5 separate regions of the Mus musculus genome follow, and regions 2, 3, 4 and 5 are each linked to region 1. A link is a contact called in public HiChIP or PLAC-seq and Micro-C data. All regions are on one chromosome and are shown on one strand. Each heading gives the region's core, a stretch centred on a gene start, on an enhancer-like site or on the middle of the called end of the contact. The rest is flanking DNA. Distances are from core to core; before and after follow the strand shown. Region 1 holds the start of Slc8a3 (solute carrier family 8 (sodium/calcium exchanger), member 3). Region 2 holds the start of Map3k9 (mitogen-activated protein kinase kinase kinase 9). Region 3 holds the start of Slc10a1 (solute carrier family 10 (sodium/bile acid cotransporter family), member 1). Region 4 has its middle 28 kb from the start of Smoc1. Region 5 holds the start of Med6 (mediator complex subunit 6).

Region 1 (2,918 bases), core at 130-2,629:
TTGCAGAAGCAGCCTGGCCTTTAAAAGAGGGCTCCTGCCTGAGAGAGAGAGAGAGAGAGAGAGAGAGAGAGAGAGAGAGAGAGAGAGAGAGAGAGAGTTGAAGAAAGGAGGGGACCTTAGTTATATACTTTTCACAGCTCTCCAGGCAGCCCTGGATTTCTCAGATCACCAGGTAGCTCTTGGCTGGAGAGCCCTCTGGGATTGGAGGGAAGGGGATACAATGGGACTGCAGTTATGGGCAGGCAGCAATGGAGTCCCGAGATTGGGGTACGTGCATGCGTGTGCGCGCATGAGTTCGTGTGTGTGTGTGTGTGTGTGTGTGTGTGTGTGTCACGCGCATGCGCGCGTCCGCCTAGGGAATAACGCGGTCCCCCTCCTAGCCACTCAGCTCCAAGAACTCACACGCCCTGACACCCGCGACACACACACACACACACACACACACACACACACACACACACACGCACCGCCATGAAGCTTCCTCATTGAGCTACCCCGCCACTAAGTCATCAAACCCAAAACAGGACTGTACACACGTTTCCAGTACTATGGCTCACAGGCATCTCTAGCAGCACCCCCAGCACTCTAGCTTAGACACCCTCCCAGATTTTCCCCCACTACACCGCATATACAACATATTTCCCGGGCACCCTCCCCCACTTTTCTGGCACTAAACCCGCCGCAAGGCAGCGCATACGAATGATCTTGAGAAATAACTTATCATGATTCTTCACCAGGGACCCTCTCTCGGGAGAATATCAGGCTTGGGATCTTGGCAGGCGTCCCCTGCCTCTGCGGTCCTCCAGAGCTTGGGGATTGTGGGCTCATCCCATTACTCACCGATTCCCCTCAGCCTCCAGAGCTCGATGGGCAAGTGAGGCGGGCTAGGAAGGTGCACGATGCCCGCGCCGCCCAGCTCCTCACGGGCCGCAGCGGCTCATCGCCCCCGCGGGCTGCGGGCCGGCTGCAGCGGCGTCCAGGGCATGGCAGTCCGCCGCGGCTGCCGCCCGGAGCTGTGGGCTAGCAGCTGTCAGGGGGCTACCAGGCAGCGCATCTGGAGCAGGATCGCTGGGGCCAGGGCGCAGGGAGCGTTGTACAGACCCTCGGCGGCGTCCAGCCAAGGAGCAGAGACTGCCCGAGTGGCCCAAGCAAGGCCCGGAGTCCCGGCCGCGGTCGCCTGGGGATCCCTATGGGAGGGGTGGGACGGAGAGCAGCGCGGCGCGCCCTGGCGGCTCGGAGGGACCCCGGCGGGGGCTGGCTGCCGCGACGCCCGGGCTTTCCCCGGGCTGGGAGCGCGCGGCTCAGCCTTGCCCACTGTCACCACCGGAGACGTCTCGGCCTCGCCGCGCTCAGAGGGGACGAGCGTAGGGGCTGGTTTCTGGGTGAGCCTAGAGCTTTGCCCATTAAGCCTCCGCAAGGAGCCAAATCAAAAAGCCAATCTCCAAGCCTCCAAACTCGACGTCACCCTATCAGCTGGGAGACAGCTACACCGAATGACAAGCCGCGCATATTTAGCCTCGGGAGCGGAGGGGAGTTTTCCACAGCGCTTCTCAGCGGGCCTGGGACACCAAGCACGGACCTAGCATGCAGAGTCCCAGGAGATTGAATGCAGATGCAAGCCCTACCAAGAAGCCACCAACCCAACCGTTGAGCCTGGAGCTTAGAGCATTGGAGCTGGCTGCAGCTGCAAGGAGTCCTGACCTGGATTCCCGGGAGTTGGTAGTCCTGAAGTCCCGGCAGCAGGCAAGAAGCTCGGCACAGGCTTTCCTCTTGTCCTCGGGAGACGCCACCGCCCGCAGTCCCGAAATTAAGTTCCCTCCAAACACATTGTGGTTTTTAAATATAGCAGGGAATGATTACCCAGGCAAGGTCCACCCAGGCCTAGGGGAAGACTCGAGGGGGATGGAGGTTGGCAATGTGTGTGTGTGTGTGGGGGGGGGGGGACAACGACGACTCCTTTTTCTCTCCCATTTATTCCCCCCCCCCCTTTCTTGGTGCAGAACTCACCCTGTCATTTTCTCAACCCAAGTCAAGCAAGAGCTTTGTGAGAGACGCTTGGGTGAGCACTGCTATGTTGGCTTTGGTGATTTTTAAAGCTAAAAATAAAAGGGGGCTGCCTTTCAAATTGCTGCTTACTCTGGGCCTGGAGACCAAGGCAGAGATGGTCCTTTGATGCAGCATCAGAACTAGGGTTTGGGGCTTGGCTCGAGAGTAGTGCACACACAGCCTTAAATCAGATGCCTGTAATTTCTGCTATATTTGTCACGCGTGGTCCTGGTGGCAGGAGGAGTGGGCAGACATGCCTAAGGATGGGATTGCGTGTCCTCAGCATATTGGTGTCATCAGGCAGCTGTGAAATGAGAGTGGAGGCTGGCCTTTTGCATAGACCCCAGTGTAGATGGGACAGAAACTGCTTCTGCTGTCTGAAGCCAAGCATAAGAGGAATCAGACAGTATCCTATCTCCTGAGCAGAGTTAGTGCCAGTGAATTTGGTTGCATTGTTTGATACCATCCTCACAGAAGGCTATGAAATATACACAATTACTCTTCCACTTTTCGGTTGACCTTTGTTGTCTAGAAGTTAAACAGCTGTCCTAAGAGGACATGCAGCAGAGTCAAGGATGGGAAAGGAGGAGACCAAGTAGAGTCCTACTGACAAGCAGCAAAGTGTGATACCACAAAGCATGTACAACCCTCCAGCTCCCTGACACCAACCAGGGAGAAGGACCTCTTTAACAAGGTTTGGTCCAAAGAGCTTGTACCTGCAAGAGGTAGAAAGCACCCGAACTTGGAAGGAAATATACTCTTTGGGTGGGGACCCTCAGTGCAGTGTTCCTTTAGTAAGTCAGAAGGTGATCCTATCCTGAATTTGGGCTCCTTGTGGACTGCTAGGAGCGGTTTCAGATAATTTATGGGCC
Region 2 (2,918 bases), core at 151-2,650, 450 kb after region 1:
TTGTGTGAACAGTATGGCTGTATGGGACAAGGACTTAGCCACTGTACCTGCTGATCCTGAACTCCCACGAGGGACAGACATACTTTCTCCCTCTAATTATTTCTCCACTCATAACTTTGCCCCCTCCCCTTGTACACACCTTTCCTAACATAATATTCGGCAAGATTCCTCAGGGTACAACTTTGAAATACAGTACGAGAACCCAAGAAACCAACACGAGATTTCAAAGGCACCTGACTCCTGAGTTCACACACGCTTCCGGGACTTGTGAACCTGCCCAGGCAGGCGGGAGGCACCTCCACTCCTCTCTAGACAAATACCTTTAAGAGGCGGAGACAAGAAACAGAAAAGGTCCGCCGGGTCCTTGATTAGGGAACTAAGGTTACTGGTGACAGTAACCACCTGCTCTCCAAAACCCTTCCAGATCTGGAGGGGCACAAGGGGCGGGGGGGGCGGGGGGGGGTAAGGGGTTGGGACGTAAGGAGACTCCTGCTAGGGTTTCAAGAGTTGCTACTTGAGCGAGTCAGATGACGGTGAAGAAGCCCGGTGTTCCAGGCAGGGCCTGCGACTCTGGAGCTTCTGGGTAGCACCAGCTAAAGCCCCTGCAGCCAAAGTGCCCACCCATGCCCGGGCCAGTCGCTCCCCACTCGGGACTGCTCTTCGCCCATCCTTAGGCCTCAGCCCCCCGTCCCCACCGGGCACCGGTGCCCGCCTTCTTACGCTGAATGGGCGGGTAGCAGCTGGGGTCCTCGGCGCCCGGCTGGCAGCGGCTGGAGAAGGCGCTACGCGGGGTCACGTAGTTGCTGGGGAAGATGCCCACCCGCTGGTTCAGCTGTCCGGTCCACCAGCCCTCATCGCCGGACACCTGCGAGTCCTTGGACAGCACCTCTACCACATCGCCCAGCCGCAGGGTCAGCTCGTCCTCGCCCGCCGCCTCGTACTCGAACACAGCCGTCCAGTAGGGCAGCGCGGCGTGAGATCCCAGCTCGGCCGCCGCCTCCTCCTCGTCCTCCTCCTCTTCGGCCCCAGCGCCCGTGGCATCGTCCCCCGGCGGGGCGGCAGTGGCACTCGCCAGGCAGCCGAGAAGCGATCTGGAGGACTCCATGGAGCGGCTGGTCCATAGGGTGCGGGGCGGCCGCCCGCGGGAGCCGCCGCCGCCTATTGTTCATGCGGCTCGGCAGCGCTGGGGGCTCCGCGCCCCCGACGGCCGCCGCAGGTAGGGCCCGAGCAGGCTGGGCGCGCGAGAGTCGAGGACGCCCGGTGCGCACCGCGAGCGCGCACCGCGGACAGGGGCGCGGCGCAGTCCCGGCCGCCTGGCGCCCCCGCGGGCGGCCTCGCCCCTCGGCGGCTCCCACCTGCTCGTGCCGCCCGTGCCCGCCGCCCGCTGGCCGCTCCCTCCCCTCCCCGCCCCGTGCGCCCCGCCTCCCGCACGCCCGGGACCACCTGACGCGAGCCTGGCTCCGCCCCAGCCCTGCGGACCCGGGGGCGGGGCCTCCAGGATGGGCCCGCCTCCACAGCCAACCCATCCTCCCATTGGCCCGCCGCGGCTGTCCGTCTCCTGAGGGTGGCTGAGACCTCATTGGGTGGCTCCCGAAGGTGAGACCCAGCGTGCGTTCGGACAGTCCGAGCGGGCTGCGGAGCCCTCTGTCTTTTGTCCGCGCCGTTTGGTCCTACGGGCTGCGCCAATTCCCGGTTCAGATGGATCTGCTGTTCCCCTATTTGGCCACGGGGACCAGCTTACGTCCACTGTCGCCGCTACGCACACACTCACACCCCGGAACCTTATGGCTAGCGATGGAAGAACTCTTTCGATTGCTCTGCTGGCCTTAATGAAGACTGTGTTCATCTTTGTAAGAAGAAGTTCCTGGCCATTGTTATTAGAATTCCGAAAGGGGAGGTCTCCTAGTGGGGCTTCCGCAGGCTCGGGAAGTCATGCGGAACCAGCTAGTTTGCGCTTGCCTTGTGAAACTGGCTATATCTAGGACCCTGGTGACTGGATACCCAGTTTCCAAAGACTAAAGGAGTAAAGGCGGGTGCTGCCTGCCATTCTTGGGCAAGGGCTGACCTATGCTATGTCTTTTTGTTACCTGCCGCCACCACCCCCAAGGACCTTAACCTCTTTTACATGTTTTTAAGCCTGTCATAGCAATGGCTTCCATATTTCAGCCATGGTAACTACCAAACTGTATTTCCAAGACAGGCATTGATGTGATTTGTGTAACAAGAGTCAGTACTTCATTGTTTATTTGCTCATTTGTGGTTTTGAAGCAAGATCTTACTGGGTAGGCCATACTGGCCTCTCATTATCTCGCTGCCTCAACTGCCCAAGTCTTGGGATTACAGGCGTGTGCCAATGTGCCCCACCAGACCATTTTTGTTTCATTTTAATTTGAAGTTTAATATTAGGCAAACTGGAGCAATTTGAAAAAATAGCGAGGCAGCTACATGACCTTGGGCAGGTGCCATCTGTTTATCCTTGAAGTGAAGACCGTGGAGGGAAAAGCCTCCTGTGTTTTAGTTTTGGACATCCAGTGATTTGCAAGGGGCTGTGACTACATTGTAAAGGGAGACACTGTGCACATTTAAGGTCTTGGGAAAGGGATGAGATGGTACTGTTCAAGGAGCATCCAGACAGTCCTGGGGACGGAGATCCGGAAGTAAATCCCCTAACGCAGTCAAGTTTATAGGAGGGTCTAACATGTTCAATTCCTGGGAGGGTCAGTAAACTGGGAAATACATGCGTGAGTCTGGATAGATTCTCTTGATAGAAGCCACTCTGCCTACAAGAGGATGGGAAAGGGAAAATAGTGTTTAAACAAATATTTTATTTAATAAAATTTTCATGTGTGTGAGAAAGGAGTCTTACAAAGTAGATAACACACACACACACACCCTGGAGGGGCTGTAGAGATAGATGG
Region 3 (2,918 bases), core at 297-2,796, 370 kb before region 1:
CACAGGCAAGGTATGCTCCCTTTGCGGTCCCTTCTCTACTTGACACTGAACAACTCCACTGAGAATCAGGCCTAGAGGAGACTGGCTTTGTGTCTGGAGTGAGTTCACCCATGCTGTGCACTGCCCGAGCAGGCTGAGAGGGGCCCCTCTCCTTGACATTCACTGCCACAGTCACAGCTGTGTGAAGGACAGATATTCCACCAAGCCCAAGGAGTCTGGCGCTTCACGAGTGCTACCTGATCAGGATGCTCTAGGCTCAGGCTGGTCTTTTTTTTTTTTTTTTTTGGTTTTTTGAGACAGGGTTTTACTGTATAGTCCTGACTGTCCTGGAACTCACTTTGTAGACCAGGCTGGCCTCAACTCAGAAATCCACCTGCCTCTGCCTCCCAAGTGCTGGGATTAAAGGCATGCACCACCACCACCTGGCTGCTCAGGCTGGTCTTAGCCTTCTCCCTTCTTGTTAGACTGAGTGGAGCCCAGCCTAACCTGGGCAATCGCTGGGGCCTCAATTCTACATAAAGTTTCTTTGGTTGGCAATCTCACCACATCTGACAACTCGGTAAAGGGTCTTAGCAGATACCTTGGATGCCCAGATACTGGAGAAGAGCCTTTGGAGTCTCTTCTCTGCAGGAAATTTAAGATGCTCGTTTGGTTCCAAGTCACCTTGGCCTTCCTGGAATGTTCTGGACCCATTATACCCTTGCTAGATTTTCAGCCTCAGAGCTGACACCCTGCCAGTCAGATGACTGTGGTTCTGAGGAACTCTTTCATCGAAATCTATTCTCCTTTACAGTGATCCTGTAGAGACTTCTGGGAGTTCAGGGGTGTCTAACATACCTCTGGACCAGCTTAATGTTTTTTTTTTCCCCCTGGGATTTAAACCAAAGAGATTCCAGAGGCTGCCCCAATTTAGCATAAACCTTTGACAATCAATGCCAAACTTAATCCAGCTCCTACGTCCCTCCCCGCTCCTGGCTCCAGCCTAGATCTTCTCTAGATCATGACATCTCGGCAGCACCCCATCCCACACCCTTTCCTCTTAACCCTCGGTCCTACCTGAGGTTCATGTCCCCCTTCATGGCCAGGGTGAAGAGGTTAGACAGGTTCCCCCCAGGAGAGCAGCCGCAGATGAGGATGGCCAGAGCCTCAATGCTGGTCAGATGAAAGACCTTGCCCAGAAGGAAAGCACTGAGGGGCATGATACCGTACTGGGCCACTATGGCGATGATCACCCCTTTGGGCTTCCAGAAGTGAGCCTTGATCTTGCTGAACTCCATGGTGCAGCCAAGCGAGAGCATGATGAGCAGCAACATAACTACCAGAATGACGCTGAGCGCAGTGTCTGTGGCCCGGTGGCCAAAGCCAGGCGGCAGGGAGAAATTGAAGGGGGCTGATACGTTGTGCGCCTCCATCCTCCGACCCAGTGAACACCACCTCACTCTCTGCTCCTGCCCTTCCTTGCCCAGTGCTGGCTGGATGTTTTCTTCAGTCCTCTTTCAGGACAGAGTTTCTGGACAAAATGTAGCTGTGGGCAAATAAAAGATTATGCAACCTGCAGAACCACGGTTGTGGTTATAAGACAGCCCATAACCTCATCTCCCCGGATCCCCTACTTTGCTTAAGTTTTCTGACCTCTGTGCCTGCCGAGTGGAGCTCGTACCCAGCACAGGGTTCATTCTTTACCCTGCTGAGCATGCTTCACTATAGCGTCTCTGAGACCCATCCAGGACCTGCAACAAAACATGTCCACCTTTCCCTTTAGTTCCTGCTTCTAGCTCAGTCTCGGAGACCTCAGGTTGTTTCCTGGGAAAAGGTGCCTTCCCTATCCTCAGTGAGTCACCATTTGTTCCCGAGAGAAAGAGACTGTTTCTGCCTTTGCCTTCCTCATCTAAGTGGCAAAGGCCAGAGGGCCATGGGACAGGATGGGGGGGCGATGTGGTGTTGCTGTCTTCAGGAGAGGCTGTGTCCATGACTGTCCTCCTCTGAGACCTTGCTTTGTGCCCATATCTAGACCATACGTGTCCTGTGGGGGTTGGGGTTGGTTGGGGGGTGGCACCATGAATCCCTGAAAGACTTACTTATCTCCAGAGGGGAAAAAACTTTCTGGGGTACGTTGGGCTCTTGGAAGCCTGGAGATTATCCAAAGCCCAGCTCACGAGAAACTCCAGCTGTGGAGAGTAACTAGCTGGTGCCTGAGGTATCCATAACTTGAGAGACTTCAGAGAAGGAAGTGAGGTTGTAGCAAGCTTGAGATGCACCAGGTAAAAAAAATAATTCCACTATTTTTTGGCCATATATAAAGCAAGCTCTATTAAATATTAAATACCAGCCAAGGGGTAGACTTTGGTCAGAACCAGTTCCTGAAATGTTTCAGCTAAGTGCCCTGAGACAGACATGTAGCGGGGGTTTCTAAAGACTAATCTATGCCAGGCGGTGGTGCCACACGCCTTTAATCCTAGCACTTGGGAGGAAGAGGCAGGCAGATTTCTGAGTTCGAGGCCAGCCTGGTCTACAGAGTGAGTTCCAGGATAGCCAGGGCTATACAGAGAAACCCTGTCTCGAAAAAAACAAAACAAAAAACCAAAAACAAACAAACAAACAAACAAACAAAGACTAATCTATAAACCACTTTCCCAAGAGGCATTGTTATTTTTCAAGAATGACAGCTTATAGCATTCTAGGAAGTTACCAGGTTTGTGGGCAGGTGGGGTGTGCAGGTTAATTTTAGGCATTGCAGATGAGTGGCCTTTTCTTACTGCACTCCCAATGGCTCTATTTTGCATGTTGGGCCTGTGGGTCTCATGATGGAAACCAGGTGGGAGGCATGCAACATCAGCAGCATTAGAGAGGCAGGTATGGCCATCCTGAGCTGAACTCCCCCGACTCACCTCAACTATGAGACTGAGCGGGTCTGTTAG
Region 4 (2,918 bases), core at 286-2,785, 330 kb before region 1:
TATAATGAGTTAACGTCTGCACTGTTCCCCTTCTCTAAGTCAGAGAGAATGCAGAGACCAGAAGCAAAGGCCATGCTGCAGGTGGAGATCTGGGAGGATGTTTCTGGGCACCCAGCATCTTCCCAGGGCTCTGCCTCATGAGCAAGGTAGGAAGACTATGTATGGATAAGGGGATTGGAAGGGGCTGGTCCTGAGAGATGAAAGAGGTTCATCGTTCTCTAAAGGTGGTCAGGCAGACTCACAAAAAGGACAGTTGCTTCTACTGGGGACTTGGCAAGTATCAGGAGGTTTGTTATTACTTAATTTATCCTCGTAAACCCTCTGTGTTATAAGTGGAGGAACTGAGGCACACAGGGCCTCGGAAAGTTCACCAGGGCCACAGCATCAGTACGTGGGGCAGCAAGGCTTTTGTACCCTGCCACATGCTCGGCACCGTGTGCACTATGCACCCTGTGTATAGTTTCTCCATGTTCTCCATAGCCCTTTGAGCGTGGTGTGATGGACTCTGCCATGCACCTGAGGACTCAGATTTATATAGTTTGCCCAAGGCTATAATTTTACAGGGGCCATGATTCAAATGTGAATTTCCATCTTGCAGGTGCCTGGGGGGTATCAGACAGGGGAGGAGGCCAGGATGACCTTTCCCCTCAGTCACAGTCTTAGGAAGTCATGCAAATGCCTGCCTCATGTCTTTGATTTGTAGCAGGAGTGGGAGGGTGTGTGTGGGAGTGTGTGTGTGGGAGTGTGTGTGTGTGACAGATTTAGACCCAGATGTCAATTTGGGAAAACACTTGAGGATTTGATTTTTTTAAAATAGCCCTCTAAATTGTGGTGTTGGGGAAAAAACAATTACCACCGCCTAAGCAAATGGGGCAAACAATCTTAAAAAACAAAAAAGGGGGGAGCACATTAAATCAGTTGTGGGAAAGCTCATGATGGTGTATTTTGCAGCTGTTTTAAAATATCACATTTTCAAAGACTATGAACGTACAAAAACTCCCTGATGTAAATAAAGGCAGGAGATACAACCAGATACACAATATGACTCTAATTATACAATGATAATTTTATTCATGACTTCTTATGCTCAAAGAAGACAACTAAGGGAAAATACTTGGTAGAGCTGATGGTTTGTTTTGGGCTGTGACATTAAAGGCTATTTAAATTGCTTTAATTATTTTGTTATGCACTTGCCAAATGTTTCACGAAACTGCCCCTCTCCATTTTGGGGTTGAAAATCATCGATGTGGCTTGCAAAACAAGGCATTTTAAAGATGGGGAAACTGAGTTTCAGATCCTCATGAGCAAGGTGGCTCAGGCCAATAGTAAGCCAGGTGTGTTTGCCCAGCTGGTCCTAGCCTATGCAAGGGGGTGCATACGTCTCCCACAGGCACGAGGGAGTGATGGCGCAGGAACTTGTGGCACCCTCCCCCAGGGGCACAGCTGGAGCGAAGCGAGGTGTGGGGGAGCAGCACTGGAGTGGGGGCTGGGTGGAAGCAAAGATTGGGGAACCTTTCAGAAATGGAAACCAGATGAGCCGTTCAAAGGGGAGCAAATTCTCCACGGCGCCCTCCTTTGTTGCGAGCGTGTGAGGCGGCGGCAGCTGCGCGCCTCGCTCCCAGCCCATGGCTCGATGGGGCGGACACGGATAACTGCATTAGATGCACTCAGCTCTTTTCAATAAAACGCTCTTGTTGAAGGCACAATAGGGGGAACGGGGCAGCAACCCCAGGCCGGGCTGGGGGCACCCTGCGTCCCCCTGGAGAGCGGAGAGCACACTCATTTTTCAGGCTCAGCTAATTGGCATTGGACCCGCTGCGCGGTTCCAAAGGAGAGGCAGGCTGCTCAAGTCCACTGTCACCGGAAATGAGGCCGTCCTCCACTCGGATCGTGGGTCTTTAGACGCAACCCAACCGCGGTGCAGCTGGCCCTGTAGGAGGTTCAGATGCCCTACGGAAGACAAAGAGGCCTGAAGGTTCTCCTAAGGGTTTCAGCTCCAAACACCCGGGAAAGAAGCAAGTGACAGCTCTAGGTATCAAATACAGTTTCCAGGCTGGGCCACTTCATGTGTGATGACCCAACTGTCACACCTTTTAAGTAGACTTATTTATTTATTTAATTATTAAGACAGGGTCTCTCTATGTAGTCCTGGGTGTCCTAAAACTCTCTAGGTAGACCAAGCTGGTCTTGAACTCCTAGCGATCCGCCTACCTCTTTTTATTCATTTTAAAAATCAGAATGTTTTCGCCAACCCCAGCACAGACTAGAGGACTGCTTTAACTCCAAATGCAATGTTTACCCATCTTTACAGATGTGCAAATCCAGGCTGGAAAGGCTGCAGGCTTGCTGAAATTGTACACCTGGAGTTTGAACCCAGGTGTGTATGACTTTAAAGCTGGGTGTTTGGCACTGTTGACATTTTAGCTGGGGTCTTTCTTGTGAGGGCTGTCTTGTGTGTGTCTGGATGTTTGACAGCATCCTTGGCCTCTGCCCTTCAGGTGTGACCCCATCCCCCCATGAGTTCAGATTTAGTCAAAAGCCACCCTCCCTTGGGGGAGCTGCCCTTGTTTAAATGGGAGAGCCACCATTTAAAGCACTCCTAACCTGCTGCGTGTGCTGGCAAGCGAGCCTTCTCTGGGCTCATTAATTTAATCTTTTTCGAAACAATAGAATTCCTCTTGGATTCTTAAACATCAGTCCTGTGGTTTGCAGAGCATGTGGCGGAAAGGGTGATTGGAATTAGACAAGGCCAAATTTCATACCGAATCTGAAGGAGCCCAGAGTGCAAGGAAACTTGACTTGGGTGTCTGTCTGCCCACATCCTCACAGGCCCCAATGGGCTAAGAGTGGCCACAGTCCCTCCAACTGTCCCCTTCGTTTCTCTTTACTAAGACTGTCTCAAGCCAGCGCTGGGCACT
Region 5 (2,918 bases), core at 177-2,676, 260 kb after region 1:
TGCAAGTACACTGTGGCTATCTTCAGACAGACCAGAAAAGGGCATCAGATCCCATTACAGATGGTTGTGAGCCACCATGTGGTTGGTGGAATTTGAACTCAGGATCTCTGAAGAGCAATCAGTACTCTTAACCCGCTAAGCCATCTCTCTAGCCCCCTTATTACTAATTCTTATTCCATAACCAGAATCACAGATAATCTGCTCCCACTAAATTGTGAGTTTTTATTCATCAGGAATGAGCATAATAATCACTAAATGCTTCCAATCCATGCCTGAAGGTCAAGGCAAGTATGACTTACTTTATTATTCACAGATCTCAATCAATTTAAACAGCCTCATGTATCCATGGACATTCATCTACAAAAACTGAAATGAAAAGTCAAGTCTGAAAATAAAAGGTAAGTTGTGATCACTTCATAAACAGAATATACCAAAAACCAAGCAGATTTAACCTTCTCACTAATGCAGTCATCACTCTTCCAAGCTACCTCTAATTTCTGTCCATCCCAGAAAAGCCCTGGTTTCGTTTTGTTTTCCTTTTTTTGTTTCTAATTCTATCCCTGACTTTTACACTACTGTCAGCAGCTAAAATGATCTAGTAAAGAAATGCGTAAATGAAAAAAAAAAAAGACAAAGTCAGAATATGCCGTCCCTGTTGACTGTTCTCTCACATTTATCTTTCCAGATCTTCTCTTCTACATCTCCTCCCTATGCCAGCTTCTCTGCCATTCCTCTAAACACCAGACACATTACAATTACGCTAACAAATCTAAGTAATAAGCAATCCACTATGTACATGTATGAAATTGCCAAGAGGAAGAATGAAATATACACAAGCAAAAACAAACTGCTAAACAAAATGCTACCCGACCAAGAAGCTAGTAAGAGGTTGAGTCTCCATTCATTTATTTATTCTTACTCAATGAAAATATACCTCTACTGCTCAGCTTGCCGAAGGCAACCACTGAATGAATGATAAGTGAAAGGTATTATAGGCTAAAATTTAAAATTATTAATAAGAAGACGGGGATTTCTGTCCGGGGACCCATAAGGTGGGATCAGCCCTTATCTTATTCCACTTCTCTCTTCCGAAAAGCTATCCCTTCGCCCCGACATAACGCCCAGCATTGTGAGAGAAACCCCTAAATTGTTTCTAGTTTTTCCGCATCTACCCTTTTAAAGAGACTCGTCAGAAAACGGGAAAGCGCGACCCCTTTTCGTTAGATTAGAGCCTTAGGGTATCCAGGAGCCACTCAGAAGAACTTGAGAGACCTCACAAAAGAGGGTAACGCTGACTTCCGCAAGCTATGAAACCCCAGTAAACCACAATCTGGTAAGGGGAGCATAAAATTAATTACCTCGGATATCCACCGCCGCCATAATTCCAAAAGCGCTATAAGAGCCTCCTTCCGGCGCACAGTAAAGGCGATGACTACCGCGACGGAAGCGGAGGCTGCCGGCCGTACGGTTAGCGGGGAGGTCAAAAGTATTCACGCGGAGCGCGGCGGCAGGAAAAAAAAAAAGTGTTTGGGGGCGGGGATGAGACCTAAAGTGGGTGGAGCCGGGTTGAGCTTTGGTCGTTGGACACGGGCGGGAAAGAAGAAGGCGTGTCACAGGGTGGCGGCGGGGAGGGGAGGGGATTGGGACACGCAGAAGGATGGCGCAGGGAAGGCGGGGCCTGTAGACCTGTGGAGTAAGAAGATAAAGAATGACCCCCTCGCTTAGATGCCAAACTGCAGCTGGCAGAGGTTGTAGTAACAGAGCCAGAACAAAACAAACAAACAAAAAATAAGCAAAGCGTTAGGCCCAAACAGTGGGGAAAGTAATTTCATTTACAAGTAAAGAGGTTAAACAGAGCGCTGCCTCGTGCTCACTACTAACATTCTAAAATTCTCTAAACCAAGGCTTTCACTTGTAATCCCATCTCTCAGGAGGCAGAGCCAAGTGCATAACAAATTTGGGGCCAGCCTGGACTACACACAGAGACAGTATTTTTAAAAACCTCATGAGTATAAAAACAAACTGTTAGACTTAGGAGCTCCGTTTTTCACCTTATCTCAAGCAGAGAAAATCAAGAGACTTTGTTATTCCTGTTATTGAACCAACTAAAAACCTAAACCAGTTAAAAACCTGTAGCATTTTATGACTAAATTTCAAGAGATAGGAAGGGAATTCAGGGGTGAATTATTAACAAGATTAAAAAGAGAAAAGGAACTGGGCGTGGTGGCGCATGCCTTTAATCCCAGCCTGGTCTACAAAGTGAGTTCCAGGACAGCCAGGGCTATACAGAGAAACCCTGTCTCAAAATAAATAAATAAATAAATAAATAAATAAATAAATAAATAAATAAATAAATAAATCAATAAATAAATAAATCAATAAATAAAATTTTTAAATGAGAGAAAAGGAACGAAAAAACAACAACAAAAAAGAGAGAGAGAGAGAGAGAAGAGGAATTCCTTGAGTAGTGTCTAAACACTTGAAGGCAGGGAACAATTCTGTGATGTGAGGAAGCCATAGAAACCCACAACAGAACGTTCTGTCTCTAGTGTGGTTTTCTAAAAGCAAAATGATGGAGATGCTTACAAACAAGATACAGAAACTGAGAGGAGAACCCCAAAACCTGAAGGAAGGAACCTAAATTCACAAAACTAAGGACTACCTAGGCTCCCCCAGCATGTAACCAGAATCCACAAACAAGGCAGGAGAACCATTAATTTAACTGGGACTTTTCGACTCACAGATCAAAGAATTCCACATTTTAAATTCTCAGCATAATAAATACATCACACACACACACACACACACACACACACACACACACACACACACGTTGGTTTTCAAGACAAGATTTTTTAGCTGTCCTGGAACTTGGTTTGCTGACTAGGCTACCAAGCTGGCCTTGAACTCACAGAGAT

Evidence for each region. Hi-C and Micro-C count contacts between places; a contact is called where the count stands out from the background. HiChIP or PLAC-seq counts read pairs in DNA pulled down with a chosen protein or histone mark.
Region 2: a Micro-C map of embryonic stem cells shows a contact between it and region 1, with 2.1 times the contacts expected there. The contact joins the promoter of Map3k9 here to the promoter of Slc8a3 in region 1. A contact is called at or near these places in 3 of 39 promoter capture datasets (embryonic stem cells, hippocampal neurons and stem cell-derived epiblast-like cells), 3 of 484 Hi-C or Micro-C datasets (all in embryonic stem cells) and 1 of 115 datasets of contacts at active chromatin or transcription factors (embryonic stem cells).
Region 3: a contact with region 1 is called in an H3K4me3 HiChIP or PLAC-seq map of embryonic stem cells, with 14 read pairs. The contact joins the promoter of Slc10a1 here to the promoter of Slc8a3 in region 1. A contact is called at or near these places in 11 of 39 promoter capture datasets (cranial neural crest, embryonic stem cells, frontonasal cranial neural crest and 4 more), 1 of 15 datasets of contacts at CTCF or cohesin (embryonic stem cells), 10 of 484 Hi-C or Micro-C datasets (the AtT-20 cell line, cortical neurons, embryonic stem cells and 1 more), 9 of 115 datasets of contacts at active chromatin or transcription factors (astrocytes, embryonic basal ganglia, embryonic forebrain and 3 more) and 2 of 9 other capture datasets (adipose tissue and embryonic stem cells).
Region 4: a contact with region 1 is called in an H3K4me3 HiChIP or PLAC-seq map of embryonic forebrain, with 4 times the contacts expected there. The contact joins the enhancer-like site here to the promoter of Slc8a3 in region 1. A contact is called at or near these places in 13 of 39 promoter capture datasets (the 3T3-L1 cell line, the HPC-7 cell line, cranial neural crest and 5 more), 1 of 15 datasets of contacts at CTCF or cohesin (embryonic stem cells), 16 of 484 Hi-C or Micro-C datasets (the AML12 cell line, the AtT-20 cell line, cerebral cortex and 4 more), 11 of 115 datasets of contacts at active chromatin or transcription factors (SST interneurons, astrocytes, embryonic basal ganglia and 5 more) and 2 of 9 other capture datasets (adipose tissue and embryonic stem cells).
Region 5: an H3K4me3 HiChIP or PLAC-seq map of embryonic stem cells shows a contact between it and region 1, with 13 read pairs. The contact joins the promoter of Med6 here to the promoter of Slc8a3 in region 1. A contact is called at or near these places in 2 of 39 promoter capture datasets (cranial neural crest and frontonasal cranial neural crest), 1 of 115 datasets of contacts at active chromatin or transcription factors (embryonic stem cells) and 1 of 9 other capture datasets (pancreatic islet).

What each region holds. Positions count from the first base shown.
Region 1 is chr12:81,331,801-81,334,718 of GRCm38.p6, forward strand. It overlaps Slc8a3 (solute carrier family 8 (sodium/calcium exchanger), member 3), which reads right to left and starts at 1,380. Exons shown (of 7, transcript NM_001167920.1): 1 at 841-1,380.
Region 2 is chr12:81,779,770-81,782,687 of GRCm38.p6, forward strand. Map3k9 (mitogen-activated protein kinase kinase kinase 9) reads right to left here and starts at 1,401. Exons shown (of 11, transcript NM_001174107.1): 1 at 721-1,401. The coding sequence starts at 1,105. It overlaps Gm46366 (a long non-coding RNA gene), which reads right to left. Exons shown (of 3, transcript XR_001780649.2): 3 at 2,251-2,780.
Region 3 is chr12:80,966,533-80,969,450 of GRCm38.p6, forward strand. Slc10a1 (solute carrier family 10 (sodium/bile acid cotransporter family), member 1) reads right to left here and starts at 1,547. Exons shown (of 4, transcript NM_011387.2): 1 at 1,057-1,547. The coding sequence starts at 1,412.
Region 4 is chr12:80,997,271-81,000,188 of GRCm38.p6, forward strand. No RefSeq gene overlaps it. Among named protein-coding and RNA genes, the nearest start is that of Smoc1, 28 kb to the right of the region's middle. Within about 2 kb of position 1,536, at least 50 of the 459 cell types and tissues checked have an H3K27ac peak or open chromatin away from gene starts, as enhancers often do. A contact at or near this core is called in cortical neurons and embryonic forebrain, where this site is marked.
Region 5 is chr12:81,593,582-81,596,499 of GRCm38.p6, forward strand. Med6 (mediator complex subunit 6) reads right to left here and starts at 1,427. Exons shown (of 8, transcript NM_001347384.1): 1 at 1,359-1,427. The coding sequence starts at 1,380.